Regions from separate parts of the Sus scrofa genome. Here all the other regions are linked to region 2. A link is a contact called in public Hi-C and promoter capture Hi-C data. All regions are on one chromosome and are shown on one strand. Each heading gives the region's core, a stretch centred on a gene start, on an enhancer-like site or on the middle of the called end of the contact. The rest is flanking DNA. Distances are from core to core; before and after follow the strand shown.

What was found. Promoter capture Hi-C pulls out the DNA fragments that hold promoters and counts their contacts. A called contact is a pair of places that touch in the nucleus more often than the background predicts.
Region 1: a contact with region 2 is called in a promoter capture Hi-C map of liver, with 5 times the contacts expected there. The contact joins the promoter of GLE1 here to the promoter of GOLGA2 in region 2. A contact is called at or near these places in 1 of 5 promoter capture datasets (liver) and 1 of 2 datasets of contacts at active chromatin or transcription factors (alveolar macrophages).
Region 3: a Hi-C map of epiblast stem cells shows a contact between it and region 2, with 1.6 times the contacts expected there. The contact joins the promoter of ODF2 here to the promoter of GOLGA2 in region 2. A contact is called at or near these places in 2 of 5 promoter capture datasets (fetal skeletal muscle and skeletal muscle), 14 of 47 Hi-C or Micro-C datasets (alveolar macrophages, blood, embryonic fibroblasts and 9 more) and 2 of 2 datasets of contacts at active chromatin or transcription factors (alveolar macrophages and skeletal muscle).

What each region holds. Positions count from the first base shown.
Region 1 is chr1:268,891,452-268,895,576 of Sscrofa11.1, forward strand. GLE1 (nucleoporin GLE1) reads left to right here and starts at 2,830. Exons shown (of 16, transcript XM_003122222.5): 1 at 2,830-3,048. The coding sequence starts at 2,950. It overlaps ODF2 (outer dense fiber of sperm tails 2), which reads left to right. Exons shown (of 21, transcript NM_001193447.1): 21 at 1-931.
Region 2 is chr1:268,718,900-268,722,778 of Sscrofa11.1, forward strand. It overlaps GOLGA2 (golgin subfamily A member 2), which reads right to left and starts at 2,275. Exons shown (of 26, transcript XM_021069501.1): 1 at 2,112-2,275. It overlaps SWI5 (a long non-coding RNA gene), which reads left to right and starts at 1,333. Exons shown (of 5, transcript XR_001306646.2): 1 at 1,333-1,635; 2 at 1,935-1,983.
Region 3 is chr1:268,856,920-268,860,621 of Sscrofa11.1, forward strand. ODF2 (outer dense fiber of sperm tails 2) reads left to right here and starts at 1,624. Exons shown (of 21, transcript NM_001193447.1): 1 at 1,624-1,851; 2 at 3,198-3,288. The coding sequence starts at 1,820.

The sequences.
Region 1 (4,125 bases), core at 1,580-4,079, 170 kb after region 2:
GCATCGCCCGACGGAAGTTTTTAATTTCCATGGCAGGCCTTAACATCTTTTACTCCTAGGGTCAGGTTGTAACCCACCGGGACTTTGTTCCTTTCCCAAGAGAGCGTTTGGGCTGGACTTTCCAGTCCCCTTACAGGGTCCTCTTTTTAGGGCTCCTTCTCTTGGGTTTTCTCTGACCTGAACCAGCAGGCGCTGTTTGCCAGAGGTCCTCACCCCTCTTCACAGATCGCTTGCTGTTTTCCTTATTTCCTGGGTACGGTGTTTCGCCCAAGGGGCTCCCTCCCAGGCCCAGTGGAAACCTCTCATGGCCAAGTTTCCTTGAGGCCACTGGCCCTCACGTACTTCCCAGCAGACACGCGCGGGCTTACATCCCGTTGGCTTTGTAAAAGCAGAATCCCAATTTCATGGGCTTTTGAGCCTCTTTGCCAGGTTTGTTCCTATAGAAGGCATTTATTCTTGAAAAAAATGTGTGTCGTTTTACAAAAAGCTTCTATAATCAATATTTAAGGCTCCATTGAATGATTTCCTTTACCCACCTCCATCCCTCTTCGAAAAAATGTTTCAGTAAAATGCCGCAGGAGAGCCAGTAAATGTCGTTAAAGGATTTGGCGCGTGGAGCATTAGACTCTTCATTTCATTTTGGCTCTTTCTCCCTTGTGCACTGTCATCTGTAATCCCACGAAAGGACTGAAAGGGACACACCAGAAGGCAGGGCTCAGGGTTTGGGGGCAGACGGTGTAGCTGTTAGGAGGAAGAGGACATGTGTACATATTGCTATTCTTTAAACATCAGTTGCTTTCGGAATGATAAGATGAGGGGCTATTTTTGTTCTCTTCACATTTTCCTGTATTTATAAGAAAGAGCAACACATCCTTCAGGGAGAAGAGAACAAATCTGGTACTGGCTGCACCTTGAACTTTCCATTCCAGCTGGCATTGGCCTTCTGGGTGATCCAGTCTTGTCCCCTCTTGGCCACTCTGACCCAAGTCCAGAACTCCAGACAATTCCTGTGTCCTTAAAAGCAGTGGGTCCCACTTGGGCCTCTGGATGTCACCATCAGAACCTCTCTCCACCCCAATTTAGGAAACGTTTGTAGTTTCTAGCTTTTTATTTTACCGAGGAAGGTCCCTGAAATAACTACCACCAGCTACCATTGCCACGAAACCAGGCCTGTGGTCACACACTTAATGTCAATGGACTTGTACTTCGTATCGTGTATGAAAGATCTTAAGAGACCGTTGTGGCTTCCTGCTGCAGCGCAGTGGGTTAAGAAATGACCACATAGAATTCCTGTCGTGGCTCGGTGGTAACAAATCTGACTGGGATCCATGAGGATGCGGGTTCGATCCCTGGCCTCGCTTAGTGGGTGAAGGATCCGGCATTACCATGAATTGTTGTGTAAGTCACAGATGAGGTTCAGATCCCAAGTTGCTGTGGCTGTGGTGTGGGCCAGTAGCTGCAGCTTTGCTTCAGCCCCTAGCCTGGGAACTTTCATATGCTGCGGTACAGCCCTAAAGAGCCAAAAATGAATAATTAAACAAATCTGACTACAGTAGCTCATGTCGCTGTGGATTAAGGTGCAGTGGGTTAAGGAACTGGCGTTGCTTCAGCTGTGACATAGGTGGGGCTTGGATTCCATCCCTGGCCTGGGAATTTCCATATGCCATGGGTGCAGCCAAAAAAAAAAAAAAAAAAAAAGACAGTTGGCAAACTCACACCCATGTGTATTCATTTCTGTATAACTCATGACTCTTATTTTTGTCAAACTAATGGAAACCTCTTCAGTACAGAGCTCTGCTGTGGGTGATGCTGGTGTGGGAAACACCCCCCTTGGGGGCCATTGCTGGAATTCTCCCAACAACGTTCTATTTTTCTTTGTAAAATACTGTATGACAAAAAGCCCAGAGTGTTTTTGATAAATGAAAAATGTTTCTATTGCTTCAGACTCCAGAGCGTTTTCCTTTCTGCCTCAACTGAGATCCCATGAAATGGGGAAAAGAGTCAAAAGTTCAAGTGTCCCTATTTAAAGCTGGCCTCCGGCAACGGTGAATCATTTGTTGAGGTAGAATTCACGTAACATAAAATGCATTCTTTTCAAGTGCATGATCCAGCGGTTTTTCGTATATTCAAAGTTGTGCAACCACCACCTTTATCTAATTCTTGAACATTTTCATCACCCATAAGTGAATCCCGTACCTGTTAGCATCCACTCCCCATTCCCGTCCTCCCAGCCCCTGGCAACCACTAATAAAGTCCCTATGTCTTTTTGGCTTTGTCACTTTGCCCATTTCACATAAATCACAATATGGTGACTGTCTCCTTTCACTTATAGTGTTTTCAAGGTTTCATGTTGTAGGCGTGTATTCGTACTTGATTTTTGTGGCCCAATATTCCATTGTGTGGATACACCATATCTTATTGACTCATCAGTTGATAGGCACTTGAGCTTCCATCTTTTGGCAATTGTACATCATGCTGCTACCAATATTCTACGTTCTTTGTGGACACGTAGCTTTTGGGTATATACGAAGCTGAACTGCCGGGTCAATGTTAACTCTTTAACCTTCTGACCAAGTGCTAGACTGTTTTCCACAGGAGTTGCCCCCTTTTAGACCCCCATCGGCAGTGTCTGAGGGTTCCAATGCCTCTGCATTCCTCATCACCACCTATTCAGTTTTCTGCAAGCTCAAAGGGCCGGCCTTCGAAGGCCTTCGGTCTACCCAGCTCCCTGGAACGCAGCGACAGTCCAGAGCCGAGCTCCGTGCGCAAGCGCGTCAGTGGGCGGGCTCGGCGCAGGGGGCGGGGCCATGCGGACGTTAGGGGCGGGGTTGCAGTGCGCAGCTGCGTGCGCGCCCCGGAAGCGGAAGCGAGCACCCGTTTCCGGGCGGCTGATTCGAGGAGTTGTTTTGTCTCCGGCGGCACCTGTGAGGAGCTGCTTCGAGGCAGGCCATGCCTTCGGAAGGTCGCTGCTGGGAGACCCTGCAGGCGCTGCGCAGTTCGGGCAAAGGTCGCCTGTGCTACCACCGCGACTGGCTGCTGCGGGGCGAGGTGAGCAATGGCCCAGAGGCGCGTCACGGGACGCTGCTTCTTTGTAACAACCAGCCGTTGACTCCTGAGTGCGCCTCACCCTGCCTTGGCGTTTCTGCCTTCTCCCGCCTGGTTTGGCTTTTCGGGGAGCCCCTATTCAGAGGTGCCCTTCTCTGGAGGTTTCAGTGCTCTCCTCCAGGCCGGAGTCAGGCGCCCCTGCCTCTTAGGGTCAGCGAATTTACTGCGCGTCTCTTCCGTTGGGAGATCCAGATTTAGCGGTGAAAGGTTAATGTGACCTAACCTATTGCTCCCAATGAAAAGACCAGATTTTTAGATGACATTGGGCAGACCTGGAAAGTGTAATGGGGGCGTGGTCCGTGCACCTGGGATTTGCAAAGCCCTGTACTGTAGACAGTTAAGGCTCAGCTCTTCTTCCCGAGTTGCTGGTAATCTAGGTACAGACGTGACGTTTGTCTCTTCAGGCTTAAATGTGTCAGTTCTAAAGCATTTCCTTGTTATGTCTTTGACAGTTTTAAAGAATACATACTTTATATAGCATGAATCCCAGCACGAGTCTGTTTGGTGTAGACTCAGGTTATGCGTTCTTGGCAGGAATACCACAGAAATGATGCTGTGTTCTCAGTAAGTCACATGAATAGGTCACATCAGTAACACACAGGTGCTTCATTCCAGCCCAGCACTGGTGATGGCACTGACCTTGATCACATGGTCACACTGGTATCTGCCAGATACCAATCCACTTGAAAATCATTTTTCCCTTTGTAATTGATTACTGTTTTGTGGGGGGGTATTCCAAGATTAGACCAATATATTTTTTTTCTCATCAAACCTCCACCCTTAGCGTTTATTGACGACTTCTGCATGAATTAGTCTCTTCTGTGATGTAGCCAAATGGTGTTTCTTTATGTCTACCATTCCTTATACATATTGTAAGGAAGTGCTTTCGTTTCTCCCGTTTAATTATTTATATCACTATCCTCACGGGTTCCTGTTTTATTCAGTGAGTTATGATCCATTACTTGTAACCTTGTATGTGTATTTCCGTCTTTTATTTTTATTTTTTTGGTCTTTTTAGGG
Region 2 (3,879 bases), core at 1,025-3,524:
TATCCTAATGGCAGAAGACAGTGAAAGCAACACCCCTAGTAAATCTGGAAATGTAACAGAAAGGGGACAACTCAGAGAGAAGTCTATTACAACCTTATGAGTCTATGCAAATGTCATCCCTAACTACATTAATACGAAAGGCTTCTCTCTCAAGAGAATCAAGCCAAATTGATGCTGCGGTCCCACATTTCATCCTGCGGCACTTAGGATGTTGAGATGATGATTTGGGAAAGATTCCCCAGCTGGGAAGTTCAATTTCCGGGGATCTGTTCCACAGAGGATAAGCAGATCTCACTCCAAAGAGCACTGAATGAGGGGCACTCTGGCCTCAGATTCACAGGGAATTAGAGATAGAAAATTCAGGTGAAAAATGTGAAAGTCTCTCTGGATGGAAACCAGGGAGAAAACCAAACTAAACAAAACACATTCTCCCCATTGCCACCCAGAGATGATGTCCATGTTTTGAGATCACTGGTGAAGTGTAAAGCGGGGGTCTTTTACGCTATCAACATCCAAGGATGGGGTACAGTCTAGAGTAAAGGGGCCTGAAACCCAAGTCGGACCTAGGTCCGATAGTTCCGACTTCCCATCAAGCTGGAAATCTGTGCCGCGGCCAAAGAAACCGGAAAGGGTGGGAAAACACTAGGGGACCGGGTCGTAGTATCAAACACCGGGGCTCGGGCTCCGGGCGGTAATGACAGTTCCGAGGGGGATTATGACGTAACTACATTCCACTCCTCCCTCCCGACGCCCGAGTCGCCGCTCCGCGGTGGGGGAGGGGAGCGCAAGGCCAGGACCGAGGTCCTTGGAGACCGGGAGACTAGGGAGCCCAGGGAGCCCAAGAGGTCCGGTTCTGGGCGGCGGGAGGCGAGGGCCGAACCTGAAGCGGGAAGCCCCGGGGGTCACCAGCCCAAAGTCACCCGGGGGTGACGAGTGAGGGCGGGGGCTGGGCTGCCAGGGGGCGGGACTGGCTGAGAAGACTTTTTGAGGGGGGCGCCAAGGGGCGCCGAGGGGCTCGCCCCGTGTGCCTTGGAGGCAGCACAGACTCTGGCCATGGCCCGGCCATCGAAGGGGTCTCGGGCTGAGTCAGGGAGCCGCGACCCCGCGTGTTTTACCTTTTTCTTGGCCGCAGCCAATTTGCTCTGTCGGGTTTCTTCCGACATCCCGGGACGGGGCGGGGGAAGGGGGGGCCACATCAGCACGATCCCGGCAACCACCGCGGAATTGCTTCCGGCAGTCACCGCGCCACTGTGCGACTGAGCCAGAAAAGGAGGGACCGGGGCGGTTCTAGGCAGCAGCGGCGTGGGCGTGGCCTAGATTCTCCAATCCCATTGGCCGATTGGAAAGATGAAAGGAAAAGGGGGCGTGGCTAGGCCGCCGCGAGCCAGGTGGAACGGGTGGAGTCATAATACAGGCTGCGCGCGCAGCCGCGGTCCCCGCCCACCTCGGCGGGGGGAGGGGCGGGGCCTGCTCTCGCAGGGTGCGCGCGCAGCTGGCTGTATAACGACTCCTGGTCTCCATCACAGGATTCGGAATAGCTGGCGGGCTGAGAGGCCTCTTTTTCGCCCTCGCCCTGGACCCTCCTGCACTGCAGACCCCCCCGAGTCGGGGGCCCCGAACCCCAGGGCTGAGGAGGTGGGCGAGGAGCGGACAGCACGGGGAAAGCACATCCCTTCCCAGTCCCTCTCGCTCCCGTAGCTTTGCCCCCAACTTTCTTTTCCCTGAGATCAGCTCCAGAGGCCTCCATCCGCTCCTCCACACTCTACCCCCTGTCCGAATACCCTCCTCGAGGAACCCCACCCTGATCCCGGGAGCATCCAGTCGCGGTCGCTCCTCCCGCACGGCTGTCCCTCCTCTCACACCCCCAGAGTACCGCTTTCCTGCCGAGGCGGACTCTGGGTCCAATCAACTTTTTCCCTTGGATTCCTCTCCAGGACTCAACCAGGACTTTCCAAAAGCTGCCGCGGGGCCTTCCGATCCCCTGTGAGTATGCCTCTGCCCCCTCTCCGGCCCTCCCACCCGGTTAGCTCCCTCGGCTCCCAGCCCCCCTCTCCGTCCCCAGCAGCGGCTGACCCACCCGCTGCCCTCTTCGAGGTCTTCCCTCAGCTGACCTCATTCTGCGGAGAAAGTCCAGGTCATTTCGCAGTCCTTCCCCTTCTTTTCCTCCTGCCCACCAAGCTTCAAAAAAGAAAGAGCATCCTGGCGTTCGTCAGTGGTACCCCAGGCTCTGCAAGTGGGCTCCGTCTCTCCTCCTTCCTGCCAGCGCCACAAGTGGTTGGTTGGTTTCCTTCTTTCCACACCACTGTCCCTCCCTCCCACTGTCCCTCCCTCACCCGTTCCACCCCCTTGGAAACCACTCTCATTCCCTCAAACACATGTGCTCTCTCCTGTCTTGGGCATTTGGATACACTGACCCCTGTCTGGGATACTGTTTTTCCAGCTTTTGGCCAAACTGATACCTACGCATCCTTTAAAGCTGAGCTTCCTCAGAGAAATCTCAGCCCCACTTTCTGGCTCAGGCCAGTGGCTCTGTGAGACACTCCCTTGGCTCCCTGTACTTCAAAGCACTTTGCAGATGGCAGTTAGTTGATTGGCTGTTTGACGGACTCATTTGAGATAATACCTGCTATGCGCCAGAGACTGTTATAGACACAGGGCAATCAGCAGTGAATAAAACAAAGTCCCTGCTCTCATGGTGTTTACAGCCCCGGGGTATAAGACTGACAATGAACATAATATTATTCCTGAAATGTACAACATGTCGGGTGGTGACTGATGTTAAAAACATCAGGACAGGGAGTTCCCGTGGTGGCGCGGCAGAAACAAATCCGACTGGGAACCATGAGGTTGCAGGTTCGATCCCTGGCCTCGCTCAGTGGGTTAAGGATCCAGCGTTGCTGTGAGCTGTGGTGTAGGTCGCAGATGTGGCTCAGATCTGGCATGGCTGTGGCTGTGGTGTAGGCAGGCAGCTATAGCTCCAATTAGACCCTGAGGCTGGGAACCTCCATATGCTGAGGGTACGGCCTTGAAACAACAAAAGCCAAAAAAAAGAAAGAAAGAAAGAAAACATCAGGACAAGGGGCTCGTGAGTGACTGAGGAGTGGCCATTTTAGCTGGGGTGGTCAGGAAGCCTTTTCTGATGAGGTGGGACCTGTGAGGAGAGCTGTAAATGGGACTCTCTGGAAGAAGAGCCTAATTGTTGGGTGTTTTATGTCTGGGACGAGGCTCTACAGTCTATGAGGGCAGGGGATCAAGCCTGGATGTCTTATCCATTGCTAAACCTCTGGAGCCTTTGCCTGTGCCTGGCAGCTAGTATTTACTCATGGTCCGTTGACTGGTTAAAAGCCCCTATCCTAAATATGGGAACCACGTCTGCCTCTGTCTCTTGTATTAGAGTTGCTCCAACACCCATTTCCTGAAGACTAGCCGAGTATCAGGCACCAGCCCTTGAAGCTTTTAGAGCCAGAAAGGACAAAGATGAACAGAAGGGTTTTGCTACCCAGTGAGACTATAAACCCAGGGATAACATAGATTTGAGAGGAGAACCCAAGAGGTGGACCTGAAGTGGATTCTCGGGTCAGACTGGGGACCAGGTAAAGATGAGTTTGGCTGAGAGTAAAAGAAAACCCCAAGTAATGAAGGCTTAAACAATCATCAGGCCCCCTCTATAATCCAGGACGCCTTTCAACTCCAGCATCCCTCCAGCTGGCAGGAAGGAGGGAGACCACAGAAAAGCATGCCTTCTCCCTTGGAAGGCAATTCCCAGACGTGGCATACACCATATCTGATTAAGTTCCACTTGCCAGAACTTAGCTGTAGGATCCCATCCGATTTCCAAGGGAAGCTGGGAAATGTAGTCCTGTTCTTGGGTGGAGGGTG
Region 3 (3,702 bases), core at 374-2,873, 140 kb after region 2:
TGGGTGGTGTGCGGAAGCCGGCTCCCCTCAGCAACAACAGGGGAGGAGAGACAGGGTTGCATTTCCAGAAGCAGTGAGCAAGCTCCGGACAATAGCTTGTCCTGTGACCGGTCTCTGGGCCCAGGGCCTAACGAATCGGAGGGAGCGGACTAGAGTTTGGGCGCTCCCTTGAGTTAAGGGAACCGAGGAGGGCCTAACGCAGGGTAAAGATGGCGGAGCAGGGAAGCCAGGCTTTGAACGGCGGGGCAAGCCCGGGCCAGGCCCGTCGGCGGCGTCGCGCGTCTCCAAGGCGACGCCACGCGTGGCCCGGAAATGGGCGGAGTTTCTGGCGGGGCGGGGTATCTCTGTGACGCCAGGGGTTGGGCCTAAATGGCGAAACCCGAGAGGCTCCCGGGGGGGTTTGAACTGGCCAATGGGCGAGCTGCCGACCGGGTGTCGGAAAAGGAGGCGGAAGCGGGGAGGAGTCGCCGCGGGAGCTGGTCTGCATCCGCCGCGGCGTCTCCATGGCACGACCCTGGCCTCCGACTTCAACGACTTCATAAGGAGGCGTTTCTGGGCGCAGCCGTGTCGCTCCTGGTGAGAGGTCGCCGGCAGGCGGGACCCAGGGAGGGATGGCCCCCGCCGAGGTCGCCGGGTCCCGCTGCCTCCCCCGGGTCGCCCCCTCCTGCACCCACCGGCGCGCTCGTCCCGCTCCCGTCAGAATCTGGCCTCCCTGCCCCGCCCACCGGCGCGGGCCTTCTCCTCCTCCCGCTAACGGGCGGGCGGCCGCCTCTCTCCTCACCTGGCCACTGGCAGAGCTCTGCTCCCTCCTCTGCTGCCCTGCGGCAGTGCTTCGCCCCTCTCTCTATGGGCAGAAACTGGTCCCCTTCTGCCCGCTGGTGGGTGATCGTCCCTTCTCACCGCCGACGGAGACTGGCCCCGCGCCCTCCTGCCCGGCAGTGGGCGTCGCCCCGTCCGCTTCGCCCCCCGCCCCCGAGGGCCTCGGCCGGGCGGTTATATGCCAGCTCCTTGTAGGCAGCTCTGTCCCCCGGGACCGCCTCTGGGCCGCCCGACCCGGCTGGGTGGGTTCACCGGTCCGGCGGGCCTCCTGGGGAAGCGGGGGTCTCACACCGGGTCTTTGCACGATCGAGCGTCTAACCTGCTCTAACTCGGATCTAAGCCCAGCCGGCCACTGCTGCGGCCGGGAGGATTTTCCCTCCGCCGACGGGTTACCCACTCGCTGCCTAGCCTCCCAGTCCCCAAGCAGCCTCTCCTCTTCCCTCCTTTAAATAGTATTGGTCCTCTGGGGTATCTATTTTGCTGGGAACGCCCCTTCTCCTAGGAAACTGTTGCCCAGGCCCCACCCCGAATATCCCTCCGGCTCTCCGTGCGGGTTCTGGCCGTTTGGGAACCACTTGGGGCCTTGTGGTTCTCTCCTGTCCACCTCTCACGCCAGCCAGCATTTCAGGTTTTCCTCCTGGTGGCCACTCACCTTTCCTCCCGTCTGGGACCTTGGTGTGGTCCTTTCTCTCCTAGTTCCTTCCCCCCTCACTCCCTGGGGAGGGGACCTCCGACCACCCCGCACACCCGCCACCCCACAGGTCGCTCAGCCTCTCCTATCTCCCCCACTTTGGCAGGACAGTTGCTGTGCGACTTGGACAGTAGAGGAGCGCCTCCCAAGTTTTCATCCACCTGCCACCCCCAAAGCTTCCACCCTTCTCCCCTCAGAGAGGACGTTTGATGCTGGGCCCCTGAGATTCTCATTGACAAGCCCCTCTGGGTCCCCCTGAGCAGAGCCTGCTGACCCAATTGCCCACCTTTGCGGCTTTGATGCCTAGCCATGTCTGCCTCATCCTCAGGCGGCTCCCCCAGGTACTGCCAGTGTGGGGGGGCGTGTCTGCCATAGGGCAGGGAAAAGTGGACAGGAGCTCCGAGGCTGGGCTCACTGGAGGCTTTTCTTTTCAGCTTCCCTGTTCTGTGTACTGAAAGCCTGGATCAAAACATTTAAAAATGATTTTTAAGAGGAAGGAGGAAAACGCAGGCACATAATCCCAGCTCTGCCTCCCCTGGCCCTCCCTCCCCAGGTGCCCCAGTTCCTGATGGCAAATAGGATTGCCATGGTTGTCTTTGGAATACTAGGCTCAGTGTGAATAAGAACAGTGATGTAGGAGTTGGATGCAGCAGTTAGCCAATAGTTGATGGGATCCATGTAGGTTGATGGAGAGCCTGCTGAGAGTGAGAGCTTGCCCAAATCTGTTGGCTTTAAGTGAACATTCTAAACCAGGAGGGGAAAAAAAAAACCTGTCTGCTCAGATTTGGTATTCCTTGGCTAAATGATTAGTAGGGCTCAAAAAAATTTTTTTAATCAAGGTGCTATATACATATAGCCCAATGTATGCTGAAGTTCTTAAGAATTCTTATGCTGCATTATTTGTTCCAAAATAACGGAGAGCGAGGGTAAAGTCATATTTTGGGGCTGTCATCAGGCAGTGAGTGGGATGGATCAAATCTGCTTTCCAGGTCCCTTCCCATTCTGGAATTCCTGGGTACACTGCTGCCAAATTTTGGAGATTAGACTTTTGCTCTATTTGCAAATTTGGTGATGGGGCTGTTTACATGTAAGCAAGATGAATTACACGTGGTATTACAAAATTCCAGAAAGACCAGAAATAACCCTGCTTCTTAGGTGCTTAAAGGGTAGCTAGTAGAATACTTTGGGAAATAGCCATTTTTCATCATCTTTGTTGAATATTTGACTTCGTTTTATGAATTCTGAGTCACAGAGACTTTGTTCCTGAGCCTATGGTTCTGCCTTTACATGTCAGTGATTCACAGAGCATTGCTCCAGGCACTGTCCTGGGCACTCTCACCCTTGGCCAGGCTCATGTGTTGACTCTCAGCCACATGCTGCCTGCTTTTTTGTGTCCTGAGAGACAGGATGACAGCTGGGCTTTTCAGCTAAAGGTCACAATATGTGTGATGCGAGGGCAGGTTAAAAGGCTAGCCCTGCAAATGCCCCCTACCCCCATTTTCCATCCCCCTGCCGGGCACACCATGAGCGTTTGGTGCTCGCGTAAAGGGAGCCAGGTGATTCCAGACTGGTTCTCCTAGCCGTGAACTCGTTTAGCCACCACATGTGATATATAACTTCAGGAGATCTAAGAAATAGAAGAGCCCTAGTTTTCTGCTTATAATCTGGTTCTTGTGCCTGGGTACAGGTTTCCATCGTGTGGTAAGAACGGAGTAACGAGTCTCACGCAGAAAAAGGTCTTGAGGACACCTTGTGGCGCACCCAGTGTGACCGTGACGGTAGGTGCAGCACCCTCCCGCCCGCGGCTCTGCCAGCAACCTCTTCTGCTGGCCCCACAGGGGCTGGACGCTGGGCTCCGTGCCTCCACGCATTTCCTGCTGATGAACTGGGTTTGGGTTTTGCCTGTGGTAAGGCTGCCGGGTGTAAGGAGGTTGTCTGAACCCAATTCTTCCAGACAGATTTCAGAACATCTTAAAACAGATTTTCAAAAAAAAAAAGTCAAGGAAAGAATGGGGATTGATAGGGCTGGGGGGGTGGGGCACGTGTTCTGCCCTGCTGATGTATTGTCTTCAGAATCCGCACAACCTTCTCATCTCGGCCTTTCCTCCGGCTTTCTGTCTTCCTCGTCTTTTAACCTGCCTGCTGCCTGCTGGCTTTGCACCCTAACTGGTTGGTGTGTTTCCTGTGCTCGC